Regions from separate parts of the Mus musculus genome. Here region 2 is linked to region 1. A link is a contact called in public promoter capture Hi-C data. All regions are on one chromosome and are shown on one strand. Each heading gives the region's core, a stretch centred on a gene start, on an enhancer-like site or on the middle of the called end of the contact. The rest is flanking DNA. Distances are from core to core; before and after follow the strand shown. Region 1 has its middle 28 kb from the start of Il1r1. Region 2 holds the start of Il1rl2 (interleukin 1 receptor-like 2).

Evidence for each region. Promoter capture Hi-C pulls out the DNA fragments that hold promoters and counts their contacts.
Region 2: a contact with region 1 is called in a promoter capture Hi-C map of macrophages, with 5 read pairs. The contact joins the promoter of Il1rl2 here to the enhancer-like site in region 1. A contact is called at or near these places in 2 of 39 promoter capture datasets (the SN4741 cell line and macrophages), 2 of 484 Hi-C or Micro-C datasets (the 3T3-L1 cell line and cerebral cortex), 1 of 115 datasets of contacts at active chromatin or transcription factors (pancreatic cancer cells) and 3 of 9 other capture datasets (adipose tissue, liver and pancreatic islet).

Annotation. Positions count from the first base shown.
Region 1 is chr1:40,235,570-40,242,310 of GRCm38.p6, forward strand. It overlaps a transcript of Il1r1 not described here. Among named protein-coding and RNA genes, the nearest start is that of Il1r1, 28 kb to the right of the region's middle. Within about 2 kb of position 5,057, at least 30 of the 459 cell types and tissues checked have an H3K27ac peak or open chromatin away from gene starts, as enhancers often do. A contact at or near this core is called in macrophages, where this site is marked.
Region 2 is chr1:40,319,827-40,326,474 of GRCm38.p6, forward strand. It overlaps Il1rl2 (interleukin 1 receptor-like 2), which reads left to right and starts at 4,763. Exons shown (of 11, transcript NM_001356478.1): 1 at 4,763-4,923.

The sequences.
Region 1 (6,741 bases), core at 3,807-6,306:
ACACAAAGTTTAGTTTTTATTGCAAGAGCCTCGCTCTCATACCATCATCATAAGGTGTTAAGTGCAAGCGGAGCCACAATGAATCTGGGTCAGTCCATAGTTGAACATCAGTGTCTGAGCCATATGTTTTTCAGTTTGCTGACACTGAGCTGATTCAAGTTTCCTTCCACCAACCCTGAGGGATATTACCCACACTGGCATCTGTGAGTAAGCTAGCTTTTAAAAAAATGTGTCATGCAAAGGCCTTATTTTTTTAGTCCCAGAAGGGATTGTGAGAAAGCGTCCAGAGGAATTTGGTAACAATTTATGCCAAAACAAATACAACTGAAATACACTTAACAAAGTATACATAGAGGCCAAAACCAATACAAATGGAATACATTTAACAACAAAGTATACATGCAAGCATCATGACAGCCCACTAGCAATTTCCAGGGAGTAGTTAAACAGATTCTGCTATGAGTGGGTGGGGGGAAATCTGGTCTCGCCTACAGCATCATCTCTCTCTTAACTCCTCTATAAAAGCATATTCAGAAGTTCTCAGGATTTCTTCCCTAGAGAAGGGGGAAAAATCTATGACTCTACTCAGTGACTGGGCTCACAGTGACAGGACGCTTATTGAAACTTCTTTGACTTAAAAAAAGAAAAGAAAAATCTCATGTGAACCTGCTATAATTACCCATTTGAATCAATTTCCCTCAAGGTTTAAGAACTTTTCTATGCTAGCTCCTGAATTGACTCATAGGGACAAAGGAAGGTTGCAGGTTTTGTTCTCGTAGGCCTGAGGGGAGTCACAGGCAGCACCTCTCACCTCTATTCATGCCTAGATGAGGCTCATCAGCCACAAACTGAGGTTGGTTTCACAGTTCAAGCCGAATCCTGTGCTTACTTCCCCAAGGTGAAGCTTTTTAACAATTCGGTAAGGTCATGTGCCCTAGTATATAGAAACTAGGTTCACAGGAGACTATCCACTATGGTAGGAGGTAAGATGGAAGGGTGCTTCCTTTACGGTGGGATTCACACTCAGTTGTTTTAGGGAACCAGGACTGTTTTCCTTGCTTGGCCTCAGTCTGCAGCAAGGGATAGAAAACAGTTGGGATGGGATGGGATGCTGGTAACATCACTCATCTCTGTTATAAGCAGCAGTTGTGGGTCCTGGCTGTGCATGGAATTCACCTGGGGAGCCTTGAACGTATTGATTCCTGGATCTCGCCCCTGGGATTTGGGGTATGGTAGGCCTGAGTGCAGCCTGGGCTGTCAGGACTCTCCAGCTGGTTATACTCTGCAATCAGTACTGCATGATATGGGTTGGCTGGGAATCATTGACCCGGGGATCTGCAGCCATTAAGCCAGTCAATTACCCACATAAACAAGGAGCAGGTTAGATCAAGCGTGTCTAGAGGGATTGCCAAATACTGCCTGCTGGGGGACATTTAAGTTGGTTTCTCAGAAAACGTTGTGCCTGGAAATTCTGGAAGGCCTGTGTCTGCTGAGTGTGCGTCCCACTTTCTTGGGAACTGTGGACAGTAACTGTAAACAGGGCCTACTTTCATTCGTTTGACAAATATTTAAACATCTGCCTTGCTTAGCTGTCATCTGCTGGAGAGAAATGATACCAGTGTCTTAAATGAGCGTCAGGGTAGAGGGCAGTGCACAAGTAAAGTAAGGTTGCTGAGTGCCGCAGACAGGGAAGAGTGGGGGTGATGAGCCCTTCAGTGTCGCAGAGGACAGAGCTGGAGAGTGTCCTAAACACACCTTGGGAGTATATGACAGGGTATTCGGGATGGTCTCAGTGTTGAGGCGCTAGAGGAGAACTGGGAGGAGAGCAGAGAATGAGGGAGGAGAAGGCAGAGGAGGAGGGGGAGGTGGGAGAGGGGATGAGGGGAAGAAGGAGGAGGGGAAGGGTATTCTAAGAGGAAATTGGTAGGACAAAAGCAGGATGCTGAGGAAGCTCTCTCACGAGACACTTAATAGGCTCAGATCCCTCAAAGACAAGGGGAGAGACTTGTTCAAAAGGGGAAGGGCCAGAGCTGGGAGAGGCTCAGTGGGTAAAGCCTTGCCAAGCCTCAAGTGTAAGGATTTTTAAGTTGAGATCCCCACTCACAGAAAGAACTCACAAAACCTCACAGAAACTCACAGAAGCAGTAGTGCAATTCTGTAATCCAAGGACCCTACAGCAAGATGGGAGGCTCCCTGGAGGCTCACAGGCCAGCCAGCATGGAGTATGCAGCTGTGAGCAACAGGAGACCCTTCCATAAGCAAGGTGAAGAAAAGATTGACACCCAAGGTGACTGTTTGACCTCCACGTGCATGTACGAAGAGGTGGTGAAGAGGGAGATGAAGAGACAGGATGAAGGAGAGAGAGGCACAAAGGAGGGGGAGAGAAGACAGAGTGTGACCAGTGTGGGCTGGTAGTCTTGGGTTCTATAAGAGAGCAGGCTGAGCAAGCCAGAAAAGAACATTCCTCCATGGCCTCTGCATCAGCTCCTGCTTTCTGACCTGCTTGAGTTCTAGTCCTGCATCCTTTGGTGATCAACAGCAGTATGGAAATGTAAGCCGAATAAGCCCTTTCCTCCCCAACTTGCTTCTTGGTCATGATGTTTGTGCAGGAATAGAAACCCTGACTAAGACAAATTGGTACCAGCAGAGTGGGGTATTCCTGTGACAACCTGACCATGTTTTGGGGAGGACTGTGGAAGGACTTTGGAACTTTGGGCTTGAAGATCCATCCGTTGTTAAGAGGTCTGTCGGATGTTGTGTAGGAGCTTGGAAGATAATGTTGAGAACACTGCAGAAGATGGAGGTCTGGTTTGTGAAATTTCAGAGGCAAAATTAAAGACTCTTTTCGGGGCCATTGCTGTTTTGATTGTGAAGTTTCTGTAGTTCTGGTTAGCTGGGGCTGATGAATCAGCTGTGATTAACAAGATACCAGAACTACCAAAGCAAAAACTTTGCATTACTGGGACTATTGATGCTGGTTAGCTGGAGCTAAGAAATTAGCGGGGATTAAGAAGAGACCAGCATCATTGAGGTGACATCTTCTGGGAAGTGTTTTCTGAAAGCACAAAGAGGCTGTGTTCCAGAGATGGCCAAGGTTGTACTCCTGCTGCAGCGGGACTTGGTAATATGTAAGGGTCACCCAGGTGGTACTGGATTTGAAGGCATGAAGGGGTCATGCAAAGCAGCTGAGGCTCGGCACGGTGAGAGGCCATGGAAGGCCATTGGTGAAGGTGCAACCTTGGTTGCAATTAAAGACCCAGGATTGAAGGGGTCATGCAGTGTTTTGGAGATGCCAGTACCATGAGATGACCACCAAGAGCAGCAGCAGCAGTGGAGTACAGGCATCTGGAGCCTAGAGGACGACGCATGTGCTACAAAGGGCCTGGCTGGAGAAGTGACCCAAGCCCTTGGAGGAGCCCAGAAGATCGTGAGTTGGATCCCAGACATTGGACGGTTGGAGATTGACTTTTGCTTTTGATTGTGACTGTGCCCTGATATTTTCCCTCTTGAAGGAAGAAACTGTTTTAGTGGAGCCCACAGTTAAGAGACTTTTAATTGTAAAAAGACTTTGGATTTTAAAAGAGATGGATATTTTTAAGAATATGTAAAGACTGTGGGACTTTTAAAGTTATTTAGATCTTGGGGATGAATAAGATTGTAAGGGTTGAGGCTTACTAGTGATGGTTTTGTGTGTCAAGTTGACAAGGGGTCAATTGTACTGGCTAGTTTTGTGTCAACTTGACACAGCTGGACTTATCACAGAGAAAGGAGCTTCAATTGAGGAAATGCCTCCATGAGATCTAACTGTAAGGCATTTTCTCAATTAGTGATCAAGGGGGAAAGGCCCCTTGTGGGTGGGACCATCTCTGGGCTGGTAGTCTTGGGTTCTATAAGAGAGCAGGCTGAGCAAGCCAGAAAAGAACATTCCTCCATGGCCTCTGCATCAGCTCCTGCTTTCTGACCTGCTTGAGTTCTAGTCCTGCATCCTTTGGTGATCAACAGCAGTATGGAAATGTAAGCCGAATAAGCCCTTTCTTCCCCAACTTGCTTCTTGGTCATGATGTTTGTGCAGGAATTGAAACCCTGACTAAGACAGAGTGATACATATATTTTAAAGCAGAAGGGTAAAGAGAAAGAGTCAGCAAGCCTAGCATGCTAGATCAGTTGTCTGAGCTGCCTGGGAGGCAGAGAGAGCTCAGGGTGGTAGGCTTCAACTTTGGAGACTGAGATGAAGTTCAAGTGGAATTTGCTCAACAGTAGTTATTCAGCTAATCTGGGTTGCTAGGAGAATTGGAGGGTTTTGTTTCACTTCAATGGGAGAAAAAAGAAGCCCATGTTGGTTACACAGTTGGGATAGCCTCAGCATTGCATCGACAGGGTGGGTGTATGGTTTGGCTTTCAGTGCTGGACAGCCCCTCCCATCTCCTCATCTCTCATTTTCTCTAGCCTCTAACACATCCTATGCTCTTAAGTGTACTCCTCCGAAGCAGAAAGGCCTTGTTTTGCCCCAGTATCATCTTGGTGTTGCTAGCAATGGCAGCAAACCCCTGAAGACAGAAAGCAAAGTGATTTGGAGGTGGTTGGTTTGTTTGTCCCAAAAGGATTGAACAGTGCTGGGCTGTTGAGTCTTTGGGAAATATGGCAATGACTATTATTTTATTTTATTTTCTAGATATAAGGGGAAAAAAGAATAAGAGTTGGTCAGATTTGGGCATAAACAGAAAGTGATTTGTTTTAACTTTTAAATGTTTCTCAATATATTGTGAAGATTTTAATTATAAGAAAGTGCTTGGGTGGCAAAGGGGAGTAGAGAAAGAGAGGTTTTCTTATAGCTGCGGTCTCTCTCTCTCTCTAGCTAGATCTGGTTATTGATCACGTGACATTGTTTAGAAGTGGTAAAGGATACAAGAAAACAAAGAGGGTTCTGGAACCCCCTCTCCTGCCCGGGTTTGCTGCTCTCCATTGGTAACGAAAGGGTGAATCATGTTGTTGGTCTGATTGGTCTTGGGGATTATGACATTTTCGGTGCATAATTTGCATGTGGATAGCTTCTCACTTCTGCTTCCTTGTGCTCTGCTGTCAATTCATAATTCCCTTGTGACACTCATTTGGCTGGACTTGAAAGAATCTCATAGAAATGAGGAAGAAAAAGAAATCATGTTAAAAAGGTGGCGTTTCACCACACAAAGAATCGATCTACGTAAGGAAACAAAATACTGAAGAGTCTTAGGTATTTTCTCCTCTTGGAAGGCTATAGTTATAATGTGTCAGTTTCAAATATTGGGCAATACTATGCCATAACTACTCCCTGGGCAGGCTTGTGGAGCAGAGAGCTTCTAGCTGACTCCTCATCTCCAGGCTAGGAATTCCCATGACTGTGTCAAGGTTTTTTTTTTTTTTCATGGGTTTCGAGATGAAATTTTGGTCCCTGTGCTTGCTTGAGCCTCCCTAGTCCCCATTAACTCCTTGTTTTCTCATCAAGCTCTGTGACCAGTTTTGGATAAATAGTCATTTTTTTTCCTAGTTAGAGCACCCCTCAGATCATAGCACCTTCCCTGCCAGTCTTTGAGGTAACCATATAAGAACCCCCCCAAAAGCACTTACTATGTAATTAATATCTACCACGGCCAGCATTCCATTTATATTTTTGCCTTCACTTAGGATAGACGTTGTTATTCCCATGATCAGATGAAGAATTGGGTAAGACTGAGCAGGCACACTGGGCAGCACTGGCCATCTCCTCAGGCTTCTCCAACAAAAATTTCAGGCAGTTGAAGGGATATTCACCCAGGAGCAGTTAGTGCTTGGCTCTTTTGTTGACATCACAAAATAAAATAGATGCACTGTCGAATTTCTTTGGATTTCCTGGATCATGAAACTGTTGTTGACAGTTATTAATGGCCCAAAGAGGCACTTGTGACCTGCCATCCCTGATTGCCCTGAATGTTCCATACTTAATAATATATTTAGATTAATTTAGGTTTTATTCCAAGCCTGGAAAGTCCCCCTAGGAACACGTTATATGGATTTCTCTGAAACAGCCTTTGAGTGTGGAAATTGCGGGGCAGAAAACATTTACTCAGTCCCACCTTCCAGGCAAGCACTTGTTTCAAGAGTCAGCCTCTTTTATTAAGACCTTGGAAAACTACCAGAGTGGTTACCCCCTGAAGTTTCTTATCAAGATCAGACCAGAATGCACATATCATGTCTACCAAAGAAATTCCTCTATATCTCTACATATGCACAAGTACACATTAATACAGTTTCTCCCTGTACATAGCATTGGTCAACATTTCAACATCTTAGACTTTTCTGGCAGAGGGAAACATCTTTATTTTAGGAGACATAGGCAGACACCTTCATTCTACTTAAAAGTGGGGGCTGGTCCCCACCAAGATCAAGACATATTAAGAAATTTGAGACATTCAGCCTGCTCCCCATCGTTGGCAAGGGGAGGCTGATTGGTCATCCCCAAGAGGTGATGATTCTATGAATATTCATGAGCTAGGGTTGGGAGAGTCTGGGTGTTGAGCATGTCATAGGAAGCCTGCCTGACATGGACTCTTGAAGCCCCTTCCCATATACCTCTGTGTCTCAGCACTGGCCTGCGTATGTGTCCGTTGTCATCCTCTATCGTATGAGATCTCACTGAAAAGTTCTCCTGTGTTCTGAAGTTATCCTAGCAAAGTATAGAATATGAGAAGTTGTAGGGTCCTTGACTTGGGGCAGAGGAGGGTGACA
Region 2 (6,648 bases), core at 3,513-6,012, 84 kb after region 1:
CAGCCCTTGATAGCAGCCAGCATTACAGCTACCAGACCTAGGTGTCCGGCACTGTTGCTTTTTGGCTTTGAAAGCTTGGGAGCTTCCTGGAACTCTCCAGACACCAAAGCCTCAGTTTGTCTTCTCTGCCTTGGTATACTAGTCTTCCTCCATAAAAATTATCGGTCAGCCATCCTTCCTCCTGCCCTGGCTGCTGTCTTGAACTTAGGGTGTCAGAATACAAGAATACTTGTTTTAAAAAAAAAAGACAAAATTAAGGTATACGTGTGTGTGCATGCCTCTGTGTGTGTGTGCTTGTGTGCGCTTGTGTGCATGCATGTGCGTGTACCCAAACAAGCTTTAGAGAAGGGGAAAATTACAGGAAATGGAACCTCCCCCTCTCCTGTTCAGCAGTTAGACAACCAGGCACTTTTCCACTTTGGCAGTTTGGCCTGTCACTTGTCACTGCCCCTCAGAACTCCTCTTCCTGTCAGGCAGCTAGCTACCTTGCCCCTTGCTGAGAGAGACCACTGGGGAGAAGCTAGTGTGACAATTGAAGAGAGGCAGAAGGGTGTCCCGACAGAGAGAGGCTGAGCAGAATGCTTAGATAGCTGCAAAAGGGTGTTGGTACCAATCAGAGCACTTCACATGCATATGGAGGATTCTACAGACATTTACCACTTATATTCCAGCCATGGCTGTCTCTGTACCAGCCCACTGGGGTATGTGTTCCCTTTCTGGCTCAGGCAGGAAAGAATGCAACATCCTTTGGAGTTCACTGAGGCCCAAAGCAGCAACAAATCTAGTATGAATTGTCTGAGACTGCCCGGCAGAGGCTACACCTTCAAGAGCCAGCACACTCCATTGAGAACTTGGGGAGCTGCCTCAAGGCATCCACCAGAGAGTTCATGGCTCAGCAGCTAAAGGTACTTTCTACAAGCCAGGTGACCTGCACTCAATCCCTGGAACCCTTGTAAAGATGGAAGGAAAGAACCTGCCCCCCAAGGTTCTCTGATGTCCATATATGTGTCTTGGCACATGTATTCTTCACCCTAGAGTGTGCACTCTTGCGCATGCGTGCACACACGTGTACACACACACACCACTATATGCCCTCACATATACATATACCCCTATATGCACACACACCCCTATATGCCCACAAATATCCTATATGCACACATACACCTATGTGCACACACATACCCCTATCTACACACACACATTCACATCCATACACATACAAAAACTTAGCACAAACCTTTGTCCATGCTGCTCTACTTGAAGAATGCTCTGTAAGTTGCTATTAAGGCTGCCAAATGGATAGCTTTTCTGTTTCTCTTGGCCCTCTGGATTTTCTTTCCCCTAGTTTTTAGATAGGCAGAACCAAGCCACCCTTTCCAAAGTCACTTGCTCCTCTCCCTGATAGTTTGCTTGGTGTGGTTACAGAAGGACAGTAGCTCTTCCGGTTCTTGGCTGACTACATTCCACAGAGACTGTGCGGCTCTCTCACACACAGGGTTGCAGTGTTGGGCACACACCTAGAAATCACTGTGAGTGTGAGAGTCAAAACCGATGTCCTTTGAAATGAATGCTTCTTTATTAGTTAAGTATTAATGTTTAAAAGCTTTACTTACAAGTACCTGGGCTATGGGACTGCCTTTGCTCCCGATTCATGCCAACCTTCATTAATGGCCAAGTGTGCTGAGACAGGAGCCAGGTCCTCTAACTCCCAGATAACTAGTTACCCTTTCTAACCATCTTCTTTCTGCAGATGACATTGGAGAGGAATAAATGCAAGTCCTTTTATTTTTGATAAGGACATATGTCCGAGTTAAGTTTGAAAAGGTAGCCCCAGGAGCATCAAGAGTAGATAAGGATTTAGGGTGTTAATGTACAAGCAGAATGAGTTGCAGCACTGGTTGGCACCAGAACTTGCCAGCAGCTCCAGGGCCCTGTGACTAGGAGCCAGCACCACTTGGAAAGTGTCAGGGCAGATGGCTTCCTGCTTGCCAGGCTGGAAAGACCAGGAGACATCAACTACTGACTACTGGCTGAGTATCCTGAAGATCTGTTTGCACCTCTACCTCTAGTTATATGTTTTGAAGAGAAGTGTCATCGAGGAATCATAACGAGGTTAGATAGATGGACAGCCGTCTGGAAAACTAGCTTCCTCTTTCTATGGACCCAGAGGAACAAGACTCCTGACGGAGGCCACACTGCCAGGCTTCCTTTTTCTAGAAGGGGAAATGATTTGCTAATAGGACTTTAGTTTGTAGTGGGAGCTCTTGGAGGCAGTGGGTTTCTTCAAGCCCAGGCTAAAGGACTCCTGGATGTGTGCACTCGTGGCTGTGACTGTAAAGAATCACACAGTAATCATTAACTTCTGAGGCTCTGTGGTGCTGGTTATCGTACCAGGCGGCACCCCATGTATTTGCCGCTCTACCCAACACATATCCAGATTTTAGGTTCTACCCCAATGTATGGTTTGTGGGTCTCTAAATTTCATGTTAGACAGAAGTTGAGAAAGTGCTGAGATTTATGTCATAACCATATAGGTCAAAACAGAAAGGCCAAAGGGAGTATCTTCCTCTGGTATCTGTGGAGAGGTTGCCTGACTGAGCAACCAAGGCGCACATGCACATAGCCAACACAGATGAACACACATAATTAAACATAGTCAAAGTAAAACTTAAAAAGTAGAAAGAGAGAGCTCTTGCCCCAGACATCTACCTGTTGGCCCTAGAATATGGAGACGGACAGAGCTTCCTCTCCAAATCAGAAATACCTTGTCAGAGCTGGTAATGACCTGGGGCCAGGGCCTTGGGGGGAGCTGTGACCTCAGATCCTGAGATCTCAACTCTTCTGACTGTATGGAGTTATTGGTTATCAGTCTCAAGGCCATTGTATGCATGGCCTATATATAGTATTCTCCAGAAACCCTGTGTTCCTCTCTTGCAACACTGTTTGATTAGCTTCCTGCTGACTTTGTCCCGTTGTCGGGTAGCTTCTTTGGACACCCCCATTTCTCCCCTGGAAGTTGTACATCAAATAATGCTGTACTTTTTAAATAAGCTTGCTTGGCTCAAGCCATAGCTTGTACAAGACCTCCAGATCCCAAACTTTTTTTTTAAATCTTCTCTCTCTTCTATCCTCTTTATCTTCTGATCTCCTGGTTCTCTCTCTCTCTCTCTCTCTCTCTCTCTCTCTCTCTCTCTCCCTCTCTCCCTCTCTCCCTCTCTCTCTCTCTCTCTCTCTCTCTCTCTCCCCTGTTACTGAAGAAGGGCTTGCTGGTCTAGGCCCTAACCCCCACTCTCTGTGTCTCAGGGGAACACAGCAGCCATGAGCTCAGTAGCACACACCGACTTGCCCTGCCTTTGTGTATTATTAGATCTACTCTTTCCCCATGCAACTCCCCCGCCCCCATGCCTTCACCCTGCCATTCCTCTTCAGCTCTATGTGCACCTGGTTTGAAAACCTGTGCTGTTCCCTTAGTGCTTTGCGCTTTAGGCTGTCTTTAGTGGTAAGGGTACCAATTCCGGGGTGAGGAGGAATTAGTGTGAGATTATATTTTTCCTGATTTAAACATTGTAATATCTTTTAATTTTGCCTATAATAATGGCAGCCATTGTATTGTCGTTCCCAGGCCCCATGTGATCTAGCCACACCTACTTCCATACTTCAGTTTACCCAGCTCTCCCCTCTGCTGTGTGGCAATCACTCTCCCTTCATTTCAGTTTTTTTTTTTGGAGTGTCCCAAACTCGGTCCTTCAGAGACTTTGTACTGACGGTTCATTCTGTAGGGATGTAAATGGCTGTTGCAGAAGATCAGACTTTGGTCCCCAGAACCCATATCAGGTAACTCACAAACACCTGTAATTCCAGCTCCAAGGGAGCCGACACCCTCTTCTGGACCCTATGGTCACCTGCAGTCACATGCACATAGCCAGTGCAGATGCACACACATAATTAAACATAGTAAAAATAAAACGTAAAAAGTAGAAAGAGAGAGCTCTTGCCCCAGACATCTACCTGTTGGGCTCCAGGCCACTGCTCAGGAGAAAGGCTGTGCCTTATCATATTCTTTCCACCTGTCTCCTAACTGTATTTCATATCTTATGTGCTTCCTAATAGTTGAATATCTCTTTTAAAAAAATGTTATTTACCAGAAAATCATGGTGGCAAGCTGTTGAAGGGCTCATGTCTCTAAGCTGTCTTCCCAACACTCAGTGTGCCATCGGACACATTCGGATGCCTTTAATATTTGGCAAGAACATGGGGCATCAGAATCCTTCTCTAGAGAATGGTGTCATGGAATAATCAGTCAGAGGTTTGCCAACGCAGACGAGGGCACACCTACCTAATGATCCAGGAGCTTCTCTCAGACGTGTAAGAGACATTGCCAGGATTGTCGCGGCAACATTATGTATAATAATTAGCAAAACGTAAAAAAAATGGGACAACCAAAATGGCTAAGGGAGAGAGACACGTCGGTTGCTCATGCTCACAGGATGGGGCAAGCCTTTATTGAGAAGGACCACACCTCAAATGTTTAAATCCCGCAAGTATAATGCTTTTATTAAAAAGTAAGTTATGTAAGTGCACAGTATAGTAAATTTTATACAGTGACTAGGAAATCTTATGTAAGAATATCTTACATTGCTTAAGGAATTTCCTGCTTCTCCCTCTCTGCTCTCCACCCCCACACACCACTCAGACACACACAAAGGGAGGGGGAGGGGAGAGAATAAGCACCAAGCTGAAGACTGGGAGTTTGGGTTTGGGCGGACAGAGACCGGAAGCTGGGAGATGATGGCTTCTGATGTTTGTTGCTTACGCGACACAGCTTGTTTGGAATTATGTGGCCCTTGACAACTGCGTGGCACACACTTCAAGATACAAAAGTGAGAAGAAGAGGGGGGTCACCAGAGGAGACTGAAGTCAGTAAGTTTCTACCAAAGCTGGGTTTCTTCTGGCCACTCCAAACAAAGCTGAAATTGTCCTTCAGACCTCTGTGAGTACAGTCTCAGTTCCTTCCGTAGTTCTCTGGGAGGTTCTGCGTGCACACACGTGATAGTTTTGTGTTTTTATTTTTAAAACTTCAATCAGTTTTGTCTTAATTTTATATATTACTGGGGTTTGGTGCGCACTAATTGAACCCAGCTTCTTTTCACCGGCTTCATCCACCCACCCCTGTAATCTCTCTTCTACATCTTAGCTTCCTGTTTGTTTAATTTCCGTATAGGTAGGACGTTTCTTCTGTTTCTCATTCCGCTTAACGTCGTGGTTTTTGTTTTTGTTTTCCCTGAAAACTCACTATCCCCATATCTGTTCTGTATCCAGAACTAATGATTGATTCCTCATGCATCAGCAGACTTACTCAACACAGAGATCATCCCAGAATTGTAAGGCAGAGTGCTTCTGCCAAGGGACAGTACTCGGACAGACACGTGTACATCTTAACTTTGTGAACCTGGGACAGCTAGTCAGACTGACGCTGTGGTTGTTTTCAAAGTCTTACAGTTTCTAATCCACAAAGACTCCGAGGGATGCCCACTAAGAAGCTGTTGGTCTGACAGCGTTTGCCGCCACTGCTCTTCTCAGTGCCTAGTGGGGTCTCCAGTGTCTCTGGCGCAGGAAGACAGGTCCGAGCAAGCATTACTTTATGGCAAGTTTAGACTGACTGTATCGGTGCTCAACCTGTCGGGAGTCTGCTTTACCTAAGATCTGGCACGAGGACGGGGCTGGGGTGGGGTTAATGCCTTTTCTCAGAAGCGCTTCCACCTCTGGAATAGTCCATTTTAGGACAGTGCTGGGTGTGTAAGAACCGCTCAGATAGTGTTTGGAAAGGATATAATAATTTTTAGCGATGATCTGGAGCATATTTAAGCCGACATTCCTGATAGATGAACGTGCTGGCCTGGGATCAGGAAAAAAAGACTGAACGATTTTCGAAGGACGGATTATTTCTGTCCTGCTCCACTTGGGGAAGGTGAGTCTGTTCCGCCCGCGGCGGAGAAGCGATGCCCAAGGTGCAGAGTGCGGTGACCAACCAGGATTCGGTCCCCAGAGTGGTTCCCGCTCTGCTCCACGAGACCCAGCGCTCTGAGACCCCATAGGCAGGTGGAGCAAGCCCGGGGCAGCCGGAGCGGAGGGAGTTAGCGATCAATAGTCACTGGGGCGGCTAGAAGACTCCGACCTGGAAAGTGGGCCGGGACTTGGGTCAAACTCTGGGATTCCTGCTCTCCCTTGCCCTTTCCAGGTGGGCCAGCACTTACCGCTCAGCCAGCGAGCACATAGGGTTACAGGGGAGCCCCTCCGACCCATGCGATCCCAGATGCACGCTGGGCGGGTCCACAGTCTGCTCTGGCTGGGGTTCAGTCTCCTGGCCCTGGCTTGATCCAAGTGCCAGCACATCTGGCCCTGTCTCCCAACTCCCCACCAGTCCCCTTCACAGGCCAGTCGGCGTTTACTGGCTTCTGAAGGTCTGGTGTAATGGAGATGGGGAAAGGCTGGCCTTGGAACGGAGGGAGGCCAAGTGGAGGGCTCCCCATGCAGAGGGGAAGGAAGGCCAGTGACCTGAACTGGGACTGACATTCTGGATTCTCTAAAATTGTGTGCGGGAAGGTACCAGCCTCACTGCATCCCTTACTTCTACCATTGTCCTCT